Linked DNA regions of Ovis aries: region 2 is linked to region 1. A link is a contact called in public Hi-C data. All regions are on one chromosome and are shown on one strand. The core of a region is the stretch at or near the end of the contact, and the rest is flanking DNA. Distances in the headings are between cores, read along the strand shown.

Region 1 (6,584 bases), core at 1,603-4,102:
CACTCAAGTCCTGCAGGATCCTCTGTGATAGTCTCTGGAAAGGAGGAGGGGCTAAAAGAGAAACAACTTTTGTCCAGAAGAGAAACCCACCCCCTACCACCCCACCCCCACCCCCTGTACTAGAGGACTGGAAGGCTGTCTTAGGTGCTTCCATATCTCATTTAGCCCTGTGTACCTTAGATAAAGGGCTTTCCAGGTGACACTAATGGTAAAGAACCCTGCTGCCAATGCAGGAGACATAAGAGATGTGGGTTTGATCCCTGGGTCAGGAAGATCCCCTGGAGGAAGGCATGGCAACTCACTCCAATATTCTTGCCTGGAGAATCCCATGGACAGAGGAGCCTGGTGGGCTACAGTCCATAGGGTCACAAAGAGTTGCACACAACTTAGCAACTGAAGCAACTTAGCACACACACACACCTTTGATAATAGATACTGGCATGGGAAACTGAGACTCAGGGAGATATCTGATTCAGGCATGTGTGACTGCACAGTCCTTTTGACTCCCCAGCTATGCTTCAGGGCCATTGGAACAAAGACCCACACAATCAGGATCAGGCTAAAATGCATGGGGGATTTAAAACTGGATACCAGAAAACAGAACTGGAGCAGCTTATTAAATTCCTATTGCCTCATCCTCAGATGGGTCTTGCAGGGAACTGCAGACTGGGCAAGGTAGAGGCCATGAAGCAGAGGCTGCATTGCCATTTTAAGGAAGGATGCCCACCCACCCTTAATACATGGGGCCTTTGTGTTCCAAGAGATAGAAGGCAGCATGGCTGGTGTCTGACTTTCAAGGTAATCCTCTGTCTTGGGGAAGCTATAGGGAATGACAGGCTTGCCCTGGACCCCAAGCCCATCAGCCTTCTAGATGGACAGAAGCTACTGAATGGGCTTCCCTACAACTGCTCTGAGACCCTGGTGGTCTGGTGCATTAAGGTTGCCTTTCTGTATCAATGCACATGGTTGAGCAGAGTGGAGCTGTAAACAATGGAGACCAGGAAACCAAGAGGATAGGGACCAGAGCAATGCCAAAACCCTATTCCTTTGGCTTTTCCAATTATCCTAGCCTGGCAGGCTACAGTCGATAGGGTTACAAAGAGTCAGACACTACTGAAGTGACTTGGCACATAGCACATGGGCCACTTCCATCCTTGACATCCGGTCACAACATACTCTCTCCTCACTGGCCTCACTGGCCTTCCCAGAGGCTTTGCCGGCAGAGTGGGCGTTGGATACCCTGCGGAGGTTGACTTGGTTTTAGAAGGAAAAAAAGGATTAAGCCCACAAATTTATGCTAGTGTAAAGAAAACCCCTGCTTTCTGATTCTGAAACTGTTGGTCTACTGTTCTAAACACCTTATCTTCCTGTAATCCTCACACTACCCTGAGGTAATGCTGTTATTTTTATTCCCTTTTTTGAGCAGAGGAAAAGAAAGCAACTGAGAAGCTGCCTTCATCAAGATCACACAACTGGCAAAATGCCTAGTCAGGGTTGAAACTCAGGGAATAATGATTGGAAGGAGGTATTAATATTTCTGATGGAATTCACAGTCATTCAAATTGTGCAGTTATTTTTTTCTAGCATCTTGTGAGGCCAATGACTTTTCTTTTTTGTCATTTTAACATTATCGATTGAGGACAGGAAGAAAAAACACACATTTGAACATTTAAACGTCAGAGTAGTAAACATTTCGGTCTTTGGCATTTCCTAGTCAAATATGGCGGAGAAAGCAATGGCACCCCACTCCAGTACTCTTGCCTGGAAAATCCCATGGACAGAGGAGCCTGGTAGGCTGCACTCCATGGGGTCGCTAAGAGTCGGACACGGCTGAGCGACTTCACTTTCACTTTCATGCATTGGAGAAGGAAATGGCAACCCACTCCAGTGTTCTTGCCTAGAGAATCCCAGGGACGGGGGAGCCTGGTAGGCTGCCATCTATGGGGTCGCACAGAGTCGGACACGACTGAAGCGACCTAGCAGCAGCAGCAGTCAAATATGGACTCCAGGGTTCAGGGAACAACACAGAGAAGAATAAAAGTAACAACTACGAGGACATTCTGCTGGTCGTCTGAGGAAAAAGTTACTGCCTTAGAATGGCACCTAAACCATCCTCAACTCCTGAGGCGGTGACTATAAATTACCCCCTCTAACTGACAAGTCGCTGCCTCAAGCCGCTCTTTCGGGGGTTTTGAACGCTGGTCTCTCTCTTTTATGTGGCCTCTCTATGCCCTGCCGTTATACGAAAACCCCAGCTACGTTCACGTACGGCCAAGCATGGCTTTTGTTTCTTCAAAGATAAACTCTAGGGGTGGAGGGGCGGGCTTTGAGGCAGACGCCCGGTTTGCTGAACTGAACCGAATGCCCCGGCTGCTTGTCCAGAAAGCTGGCGCTCAGTTTTCCCAGGAAACGGAGCTAGGACTCCCGTTCCTTTAAAAAAAGAAAAAAGAAAAAATCAGGATGGAGGACAGTCTTCAGATTTTAGGGACCTGAAAGAAGATACCAGCTTCGGGGTATACATATCCTCTCCTTTTTTTCCCCCCAACCTGGATCCCACTTTCACAGCGCATTTTTCCGGAGTTACACAGAGAGAACAAACTACCCCTGCTCATTCGCTAGATTCCCTGTCCGTCCCTCAGCAACGACGCCGAGTGGTGTCTTTTAAAACCCTCTAGTCCCGCCTCCCTCCTCTAATTGGTTCATTCGAACGGGCCAGCTCAGCTGTTTATTGGTGAATATAAAAAAACAGCCTTGATTGGTTTCTCGGGACGGAACTGATGAGAGCGCGTCAACGATTGGCCTATCTGGTTTGGGCGGGCTAGAGGAAGGTTCAAACCGGAGGGGAAGCTCTCTCCTAACCGACGTGCGTCTGTGGAGAAGAGGCTTGCTCCGTGATTGTCTCGAGGGTCCCACCGGTTTAGTCACTTGCAGGGTTCTCGAGCCTCTTCACGACCGTCACCATGGAGGTGTCGCCACTACAGGTACAGCTCGCGGGAGGGGGGCGTCGCGGAGCCTCAGCGCGGCCCGGCATCTCTCCGGCTGCCGGTGAGAGAGAGGCGTCTGGGTCGTGGTCCGGCCGCCGAGGGCTGGGCGCGGGTTTTCCGCGTCTACTCGGGTCCCCTGGGCTCGGCGTGATCGCGAAGAGACTGAATGAAACCTTTTTCTGGTGCTAGTAGTGAAGTATTGTTGGCTGTACTGGCTTCTAGGGTGCGGCGTTGTGTTTCACTGTTTCTAGAGATTCATTTGGTCCCGGTGTAGGTCGATGGGATCGTGGTCCGCATGTAGCTTTACGCGGCACTGAGAGATGCTTTCCTCTCCCACCTGGGGCTGAAAATGGGATTGGATGACCCTAACTTTGGACAGTGCAGAGCAAGGAACAGGGTTCCCACTATGGAGCCGGCAGGTCCGATGCTCAAAATAAGTCCCTCCTGTGTTTAAAACGTTAACGTGTCCAAAGGATGGAATCCCTATCCTCCCAAACTGCTACTGTAGAATCTATTATGTGCCTGAGACCTGGTAGGCACTCAGTAGATATGTGTGGAGTACCTGAAAAAAGGGGATGTGTGCTGTTGATGGCATCTAACGCATGGAAGTATTTCCATGTCAGATACACAGGGCAAAATAATATGTCTGTTTAAACTGACACTTGGGGGGAACCTGCTGCAGTTAACTTATATTGCCATGTTTGTACAACACTATGTCAGCTCCACTGATAACCTACCAAAAGTCTGATTTGTTTTGGTGTGTGTAAGCAGATCACTATGATAGGTATTTTGTTTCTGGTTTCTGATAAACCTATGATTCAAAATCCCTTTTCTTCAATTTTTTAAAAAATTCCTAGCCTGTAAACGAAAATATGCAAGTCAGCAAAACAAAGAAAAATGAAGATGCTAAGAAAAGATTGTCTGTTGAAAGAATCTATCAAAAGAAAACACAACTGGAACATATCCTGCTCCGCCCAGACACCTACATTGGCTCTGTGGAATCAGTGACCCAGGTAAAATCAGGCTAATTAAATGTAGTTACTAAGTAGTTAAGATGAATACTTGTCCAGGTTAATTTTCTATATTTCATGTACTTTGTCTTCTGCAACTGGCCTAAGCTATCATCTACATTGTCATACTAACTGAGAAGACTTTACAGGAACCATGATAATAAAACGAAGTAGATATATAAAGTAACCCTGTTTCTTTGTCTTATTTCTAGCAAATGTGGGTTTACGATGAAGATACTGGCATTAACTATAGGGAAGTCACTTATGTTCCTGGTTTGTACAAAATCTTTGATGAGATTCTAGGTAAGTATATTCTTAATACAAAGATCTGCTGGTCAGATGTGAGAAGTATTATTCCTACCAAAAAACAGTTGGCAAAGGTTAGACAGTCTGCTGGAATCTAGGAAGTTGAGTTCTTAGAAACAGTCCTATGAATAAAAATTGCTAAATGAATACCTCATCAATGTTACTCCTGCACTGCCTGAGATTTTTTTTCTTTTTGTATCTTAGAGGTAAAGAGTGTTTTCTAAAATACTTTAACTTTTTACAAATGTGTTTTTTCTTTCAGTCAATGCTGCAGACAACAAACAAAGGGACCCAAAAATGTCTTGTATTAGAATCACAATTGACCCGTAAGTCTCCTGCTTAGTCTTTTGTTTTTTGTAGCACCCTGTTGCTGTTAATTGCATTTACTTGATTTATAGTAAAGTTGAGCATTTTTTTAATGGAATTTTGCAAAACTGCAGAAAGGTAGAGTGCTAAAATGAGCAATCTAGATAGCTACCATCTAGATCCAACAGTTATCAACACTTTGCCATATTGGTACCATCTATATTTTTAATCATTTCAAAATAAATTATAGACATTATAACATTTTATTTCTAAATATTTCAATAAACATCTCCAATAAGTTCTCTAAGTATTCCAGAGTCTATAGCTATAACTTTTTCTCATGATGCTGTTCAAACAGTAAGCCAGCAGATGGTGATAAAGAATAATTTGATCTAACTTTTCTGCTTATAAATGTCCTTTTGTGGGTAGTCAGGGTGTTGCTTCCCTTTGTTAGTATCCTAATCAGTTATAACATAAACTATACTTTAGATTCTTTTTGGGAAATGTGTTAATGATGTGCTTGAGTGCTCCTAAGGACTTGATACCATAGTCTTTGAAAAAATATTAAGCTAGTTTTAAGCTACGTGTAATGAGAACCATAGTGTGTGTCGTTAGAACTAAAATATAAGTCCAAATAAATTTTGAACATTATGTTGGTGAGCAGGGACGTTTACAATGGATGATGCTCTTTCATATTTGTTTTGCCAGTGTGCTTTGTCAGATGGGAAAGCTAAGGGAGCTGGGACAGTGCAGATGATCCTCTTAAAAGCGGTGTAATAATATTGTTTCCAAATTTTGTCCTTTCCATTGGGCAAAATTCATTTCCCTTTGTTTATCCTAACATTTTAAAGCTTCATATTTTTTCAGTATTATCAGTGTCTGCCCAGGTGTTGGAAAAGGATTGATTTTTTTTTTCCTCTTGGCTCCTATTTCATAATTGTTAGGAACTAAGTATGCTGAATTTCAGAAGGTATATATATAAAGAGTCATAAAGAAATTGAGATGTGTGTTTTAGAGACAATGGTATTTAACTATGAAAAGAATTAAGCACTAGCTTAACATCTGTTTTACAAAAAAAAAAATCAATCTTCTTTTCTTAGGGAAAACAATTTAATTAGTATATGGAATAATGGAAAAGGTATTCCTGTTGTCGAACACAAAGTTGAGAAGATGTATGTCCCAGCTCTCATCTTTGGACAGCTCCTAACTTCTAGCAACTATGATGATGAAGAAAAGAAAGTAACAGGTAGAGTACTGAGGAAAATAAAAAACACATTTGTTGCTGAAAAAATACATCTTTTCAAAGATTGTGGCCTAAAGGTTAAAAATATGGGAATAAATCTCCATAATTAAATAGCATTGCCAGTGATTAAGAAATAAAGCTGTAAATGCGATAAGAACAATTAAATCATATTTTACATTTATTTGCCCAGGTGGTCGAAATGGCTATGGAGCCAAACTGTGTAACATATTCAGTACCAAATTTACTGTGGAAACAGCAAGTAGAGAATACAAGAAAATGTTCAAACAGGTAAGTAAATGAGTATCTTGTGCCTTGATTATAAATTATGCTGTAGCAATTTATAGTGGCATTAAATTAAATGCCACTTAATTAACTTAATTTATAATCTATTAAATCATGGGAAAGGGAAGTCGCTCAGCCGTGTCCAACTCTTTGTGACACCACAGACTGTAGTCTACCAAGCTTCTCCGTCCATGGGATTTTCCAGGCAAGAGTACTGGAGTGGGTTGCCATATCCTTCTCGAGGGGATCTTCCCCACCCAGGGATCAAACCCCAGCCTCCTGCATTGCAGGCAGACGCTTTACCCTCTGAGCCACTAGGGAAGCTCATAGAAAGTTACTCATAAATGTATATTAGGGAAGTTGAGGGGTGGGGGTTGGTTTGGTTGGGTGTGTGTGTGTTTGTTTGTGTGTTTGTTTTAGGACTTGTAAATTTGTGTTATTTAATTCTAGTTT
Region 2 (6,584 bases), core at 2,343-4,842, 61 kb before region 1:
CCCCTGCTGGCAGGAAGCCCCACAGTCGGCTTGGCTCCCTGTGAGGAACCCAGGAGGGCCCTGCACCCAGCCCCCAGCCCCAGCCTGCCGCCGCAGTGTCCCTACTACACCACGGAAGGCTGGAGAGCTCAGGCCCTGATGGCCCCCATGCCCTGCAAGGGGCCCCCTGGCAGGCTCCAGCCAGCCCCACAGGCTGGAGCCAATGCCAGCTGCCTCCTGCAGGCCCCAGGGGAGCAGGTCTCAGGGGCTCGGGAGGACCTTGACTCCTACATTGACTTCTCACTGGAGAGCCTCAACCAGATGATTCTGGAGTTGGACCCCACCTTCCAGCTGCTCCCTCCAGGGCCTGGTGGCCCCGAGGCCCAGCCCACCCAGAGCACTACCTTGAGAAAGAAGAAAGAAGAGCCTGAAGCCTTGGGTAAGAAACTGGGGCACAGTGCTGGGAAGAGGACTTGGGGACCAGTCCTTATGAGGAAGGGGTTTTCTATCAAATCAGAGGAACACAGAACAATGTCCTGTTGGGGAGTGCTGTGCATCTCTAAACACGTGTCTTAACCTCTCTGTTTCCTCTGCTCTATACAAAGGATAAATATAAGTAGTCCTCACTGTCCAATTCCATTTGGTTCTTGAGTTTGGAAAGTGATGGATACCTGTTTTATGTAATTTCTCAAAGAATTAAAATAAGCTAATACAGGTAAGAATACTGTACAATGCCATGCATATAAATAAGAGCTTGATAAACGTGTGGTCCCTGAATCTTAGTCTTCTGGGGTATCTCTCTTTAGGTTCTAACTTGGTCCCCTGAAATTTTCATAGGAATAGTATTTTCACCTCCCCAGTAACAATAGATGTAAATAACTTCAAGTATAGACATAGTAAAATAATTAGAACACGAGGAATTTTTGAGTATTTATTACTTTTGTTTTTAATATGTCATTACATTGTAAATGTATATAGTTTACTCTTTAGTAATGCCTAAAGCATCAAACTACATTAACTTACAATGTTTACATCATTTAGCAACCAGCTGAAAAAAATCTTGAAAATTTAACAATCAGCTTTTTTGAGCTAGTTCAAGCCAACTCCAAGATAGCACCACGTCCACAATTGTCCAGAAATCTCTGCATCTGGCTTTAGTTTCCCAAAGAGTTTCAAGTATACATTGAGGATGAGGCTCACAGAGCAGCAGCCCCATTAGACAGGCTGGAAGACTGAGGCCTCCAGGGGTTTAAACAATCAGTGTAGGCTAGGGGATTCAGGGAGGATTAGAGATGGGATCCAGGAGAAATTCTGCTTATTGAGCATTTATCATTCTATCCAGGCACTTGTGTGTTGAGCAGTTAATAATTGAGCCTTTGATGATAATAATTTGATCCCTCCAATCCACCTCCATGAGACAAATATTTTATCCTCATTTTAAAAATGAAAAGACTTGGTTGATGGACTTGAGTGAGAAGCCAGTGTAGCTTAATCACTGGGGTCAGGCAAACCTTACACAAGCTGCTTATATTTCTTTGTGTCTCAGATTCTTCTTCTGTAAAATAGAGATGAGTTTTCACCTCAAAGGGTATTGCAAGGATTAAAAGGAATAACATTTGATGGGTGTTTATCACAAATCCTGGGACACTATAGGTCATGATCAGTGGTGGCTGTTTATAGTCAACATTGGAGTTACATTTAGGACCAGCTCCAGGACAGTGTCAGACCCTGAGGTGGAGGTGAGCCCAGCACCCAGGTCCTCTGGCACTTGGGTTCCTGGCCTCGAGCCTGCTTTCTGCTCCTGCCCCCGGAGCATTGCCTGTCAGGCCTGTTAAAAGAACAACCTCCATCCCTCAACAGTCTTTTGCTTCTTAAGGCCAGTCATGGGCATGTCTCTGCAGGAAAGATAACTTGGGCCTAATTATCACTGGCAGGAGCAAGCCCAGGACTTTAATGCTCATGCCCCAAGGCAGGGCTTCCATGCATTCAAGGCCAACTAGGGTGAGAGCAGTCTCTGGGTAGCGTGCACATGTTTGGGGTTAGGGTGTTGACAAGAGGGCCCTTCCTCCAAGGGAGGGATGGGCAGTAATCAGCCCTTTCAGATGCCCTAGGCACAACCTGCTCTTGTGAGGATGTGACCACCAGACTCTTGGCAGCAGGGGGCGCCAGAGGGCAGCAGTGGTCCCAGGGTCCTGATGAAGCCACCTAGCTCCCCTTGAGGAGAAGGCAATGGCACCCTACTCCAGTACTCTTGCCTGGAAAATCCCATGGACGGAGGAGCCTGGTAGGCTGCAGCCCATGGGGTCACTAAGAGTCGGACACAACTGAGCAACTTCACTTTCACTTTTCACTTTTATGCATTGGAGAAGGAAATGGCAACCCACTCCAGTGTTCTTGCCTGGAGAATCCCAAGGACGATGGAGCCTGATGGGCTGCCATCTATGGGGTCGCACAGAGTCGGACACGACTGAAGCGACTTAGCGGCAGCTCCCCTTGATGGAATTTCTAAAACTCCTCTCCTCTTACCTCTGCCTGAACACCAATGATGCCTGGGAGCTTACTGCCTCCTAGGATATCCAGAGGGTCAGCTCTCTGTTGGAAGTTCTTTGCCATCACAAGAATAGTAAGAGCCTGCCTGTCACTGTGGTGAGCGCACCTCTCTCCCCAAACCCTCCCCTCAGACCACTGCTCCTGGTGACAAAGCTCTCACCAGCCCACAGCCCCTCAGTGAGTCTTCACCCAGCCAAATGTACCCAGTGTGTAGGGCCCCTCTGTTTGCACGCCCACTCTTCCTACTTTTGGCGTGTTGAGTGGAAGAGGTTCTGTAATTGTGATGCTAGCAGATGTTCACAGCTTCTCTTTGTCCCAACTTGGCAGAATCAAAAGTTAAACGTTGGCTATCCTATATCGATCCCTCCCTTAAAAATGTATAGAGGGATTTTTGTAAGCATGATCCCAGTGTCTACCCTGGGAAGAAAATAGTGGAAACCTCATTTACAGATGAGAAGACTGAAGCTCTGGGAGAGGAAGTGATGGTCACAGTCACACAGCTAGTGAGTGGTAGGTCAGCTCAAAGCCCAGGCCTCTGGGCTCCAAAGTCCATATTCTAACTTTTCTTTCTTCCTCAGAGCAAGTTTTCTGCCCTCCAGGGCTTCACTGAGTTTACACCGCACCCCCCTCCTCCAGTTTCTCTGCTTCTGCCTCTTGCTGACCTTCCTTCAGATTAACCAGAGGTGCGCCAGGGGTGGCGTGGTAGTGGGGAGCAGGCATGTATCCACCACCCCCAGGGACACAGCTTCTAGAAGCAAACACCATATCCCCTCCTCTGCCAGCCCTCCCCATCTTTGGAACAGGCCTCCATTTTATTTTCCAGAATTTCTGCCAGGCAAGGCAGTTTGCCAATCCTGAGTGAAGGGTGTTTAATAACCGTCTGTCCGCCCCCCACCCACACAGGCCCCCCTCCACCCACCCGGCCTGGTACCGGCGCCTGCATCCACCCAGCACTGCTCAGACTTGCCCCACGGGCCTGTAAACAGCAACTGCACGCAGGTGATGGGGCGGGGGCCCTGCCACCCCAGCCACATCCACCTCGAGGCCAGGCTACAGCAGCAGGAGTGACTCACAGCTCCAGGGCTCCTCCTTCCCTTCCTGCTCGAGTCTGCTTGCTCTTTCTGGGTCCCTCGGCTAGGCCTTTGGTCTCTTCACCAGGCCAGGAGACCCTCCCCAAAGCCGCTGAGCACCTACTTAAGGGCAAGGCCTTGGCAAAGGGTCCCGAGGAGCCGGTCTCCGTGGAAGAGCTCCCAGAGAGCGCACAGAAGCAGGGATCAGTTTCCTCGACCCTTTCTGTAACATTATTCATGTAGTTGTTTGGCTGCTCCTAGTTGCAGCATGCTGGACCTTCGATCTCCACTGCGGCATATGGGATCTTTAACTGTGGCCTGTGGGATCTAGGGCCCTGCATCGTGAGCGTGGAGTCTTAGCTACTGGACCACCAGGGGAATCCCTCCTCAACCCTTCTGAGCCTTGACTTCTCATCTGACATGGAATTAAGAATGTTTCCTACCTCAGTCAAGTTGCCATGAGGGTTAAGTGGGCTAACACAGGTAATATGCCTGTGGCAGTGCTAGCCCACAATGCTCAGTAAATACCAGCCTTTGTTTTAAAAGGTGCAATAAATCTTAGCTCTACCCTTACATTTCTCCGAGCCTCAGTTTCCTGCACTGTAACAGCAGTGCCTGCTGGCACTGGGCATAAGGGCAGTCTTGAGGTTTGAGAGGATTATGAGTATAAGCACTGTGAAAGTGAAAGTGTTAGTCACTCAGCCGTGTCTGATTCTTTGTGAGCCCATGGACCACCAGGCTCCTCTGTCCATGGAATTCTCTAGGCAAGAATATTGGAGTGGGCACCCATTCCCTTCTCCAGGGGATCTTCCTAACCCAGGGATCGAACCCGGGTCTCCTTCATTGCAGGCAGATTTCTTACCACCTGAGCCACCAGGGAAGCCCATAAATACTATAAAAACCTATTTAAAAAAAAAAAAAAAAGTCGTGCTTGCCAACCTTGCAGAAGAATCTACCCCATTCCAAAACTTCCCTTACAGAGCCCACAATACATTGTACCAAATATTCTCTCTCCCTCATCAGTGAGACCCCCACCTTAGCCAGAGTATTAGCCAGCTGGCCAATACTGCCCCTCAAAAGCAGGCCGGCAGGAGACGCTCTTTGAAGCCCACCATGGGCCAGGTTCCAGGCTCCATTCATCAGTGTATCTCATCCTCACCAGAATCTTGGGAGGTAGGTTTTAGATCCTCACTTTACAGATGAGGAAACTGAGGCTCAGAGCAGTTAGGAAAATTACCTGATGATTCTTGGCGGGAAAGTGGTAAAGCCTAGATTCACACCTAGGTTTGTTTGTCGACAAAGCCAGGCCTGTTCCTCCACCCCCTGGAACAGCATGCCCAGGTTGACCTGCCAGCCTCCCCCCTCCATCTGATGCAATCCTCCACCCCTATCCAGCCCAAGCAGGCTCCTACAGAGGCAGTAACCATGAGCAGGGCCAAAAGTTCCTGGCCCAGAGCGGGCTGGGGTGGGCAGGGACTTCCAGGGTGGTGAGGGGGGATAGTGCATGTGCCAGAGCCCAGGGGGGTGGGAGGCTGGCAGATGGGAGTTAAGGGTACGGTTTCCCACTGACTCTGCCCTAGTCTTCATCTTGGGAAGCCAGAGGTAGGACTCACGACCCTCTAGAAGGGAGCAGCTCAGTGAGCCCCTTCGTTCACTTCCTTTCCCAGAACAGCACGAAGAACAGCTCCCCTCCCCCAAGTCAGGAGGAGAGGGTGCCCTACTCCAGGGAGGAACAAGAGTCCTAGGTGCCCCCAGTAGGAATGAAAGAGCATCAGAGTGAGTCAGCAGCCTCAGGTGCTAAGAGTCTACAGCTCAGTAAGGCAGGCAAGCCCTGCCCCCAGGGAGTTCTCGCGCGCAACTGAACCCTAACGCTGACTTGTCAAACTCCAAGGTGCACCCAGCTCCCCTGGGATGTTGCTAAAATGCACATTCTGATTCAGTAGGCCTAGGGTAGAGCCGGAGATTCTGCACAGTCTCCCAGCTCCCTGGTGAAGGGGTGCTGCAGAGCCGGTGCACAGCGGTGCAGTCCAGTGCACAGTGAAAACACCTAGGGAACTAAGCTAACACCCTGAGGCCTGGGCCCACCCCTGGAGGTTCTGATCTAATTGGCACCAGACGGAGCCTGAGCTTTAGGACTTTTTGAAGCTCATCTGGTAATTCTAGCGTGCAACCAAGCTTGAGAATCCCTGCCTCCGTTGCAGGCACAGACATAGAAACCGCTTTCACCGGCCTGAGTAATAGAGACATCTCAAGATGTGACCGGTGCAGTCATTCCAGCTGGGGAGTGGAACACACAGGAAAGAGAGGATCTCTCAGTTTTACTATGTGCCAGACGCTGGGCTGTGCCACCTCCATTCATCTCAGTTCAGCCTTCCTGTAACACCAAGAGGCTGGGTATAGCCACCCAATTCTACAGGCCTGGAAACTGAGGCTCTAGGTGGTCAAGCCACTTGGCCAGGCTCTCAGAGAGCAAGGGGCAGAGCCAGATTTGAAACCCAGGTCTGTCTGACTCCAGAGCCCGTGTTCATGTCACAGTCCCTCTCCACCCACGGGCAGTTGTCACAGAGAGGGTGACATTGAAACTGGTCCCTGAAGGTGAAGCTGGAGGCTGACCCTGATTCCAACAGACATCTCCCTGGGCCTCAGTTTCCTCATCTGTATAAGAAAGCGTGGTGGTCCAGTGGTTAAGACTCCACACTTCCACTGCAGGTTACATGGGCTTGATCCCTGGTTGGGGCATTAAGATCCTACATGCCATGGGGCGCAGCCACAAATTTAAAATATATGCGTGCTAAGTCGCTTCAGTCATGTCTCACTCTTTGTGACCCCAATGACTGTAGCCTGCCAGCTTCTCTGTCCACAGGATTCCCCAGGCAAGAATACGGGAGTGGGTTGTGCCCTCCTCCAGGGGATCTTCCCAACCCAAGGGCTGAACCCACGTCGCTTAATGTCTCCTGCATTGGCAGGAAGGTTCTTTACCACAAG

The links. A called contact is a pair of places that touch in the nucleus more often than the background predicts.
Region 2: a Hi-C map of mixed tissues shows a contact between it and region 1, with 4 times the contacts expected there. The contact joins the enhancer-like site here to the promoter of TOP2A in region 1. A contact is called at or near these places in 3 of 16 Hi-C or Micro-C datasets (mixed tissues, omental adipose tissue and tail adipose tissue).

The regions. Positions count from the first base shown.
Region 1 is chr11:40,398,212-40,404,795 of ARS-UI_Ramb_v3.0, reverse strand. It overlaps TOP2A (DNA topoisomerase II alpha), which reads left to right and starts at 2,852. Exons shown (of 34, transcript XM_060394892.1): 1 at 2,852-2,981; 2 at 3,842-3,997; 3 at 4,207-4,297; 4 at 4,563-4,626; 5 at 5,707-5,852; 6 at 6,040-6,137. The coding sequence starts at 2,961.
Region 2 is chr11:40,460,264-40,466,847 of ARS-UI_Ramb_v3.0, reverse strand. TNS4 (tensin 4) reads left to right here. Exons shown (of 13, transcript XM_042256727.2): 2 at 1-418. Among named protein-coding and RNA genes, the nearest start is that of TNS4, 7.2 kb to the left of the region's middle. Within about 2 kb of position 3,592, at least 4 of the 54 cell types and tissues checked have an H3K27ac peak or open chromatin away from gene starts, as enhancers often do.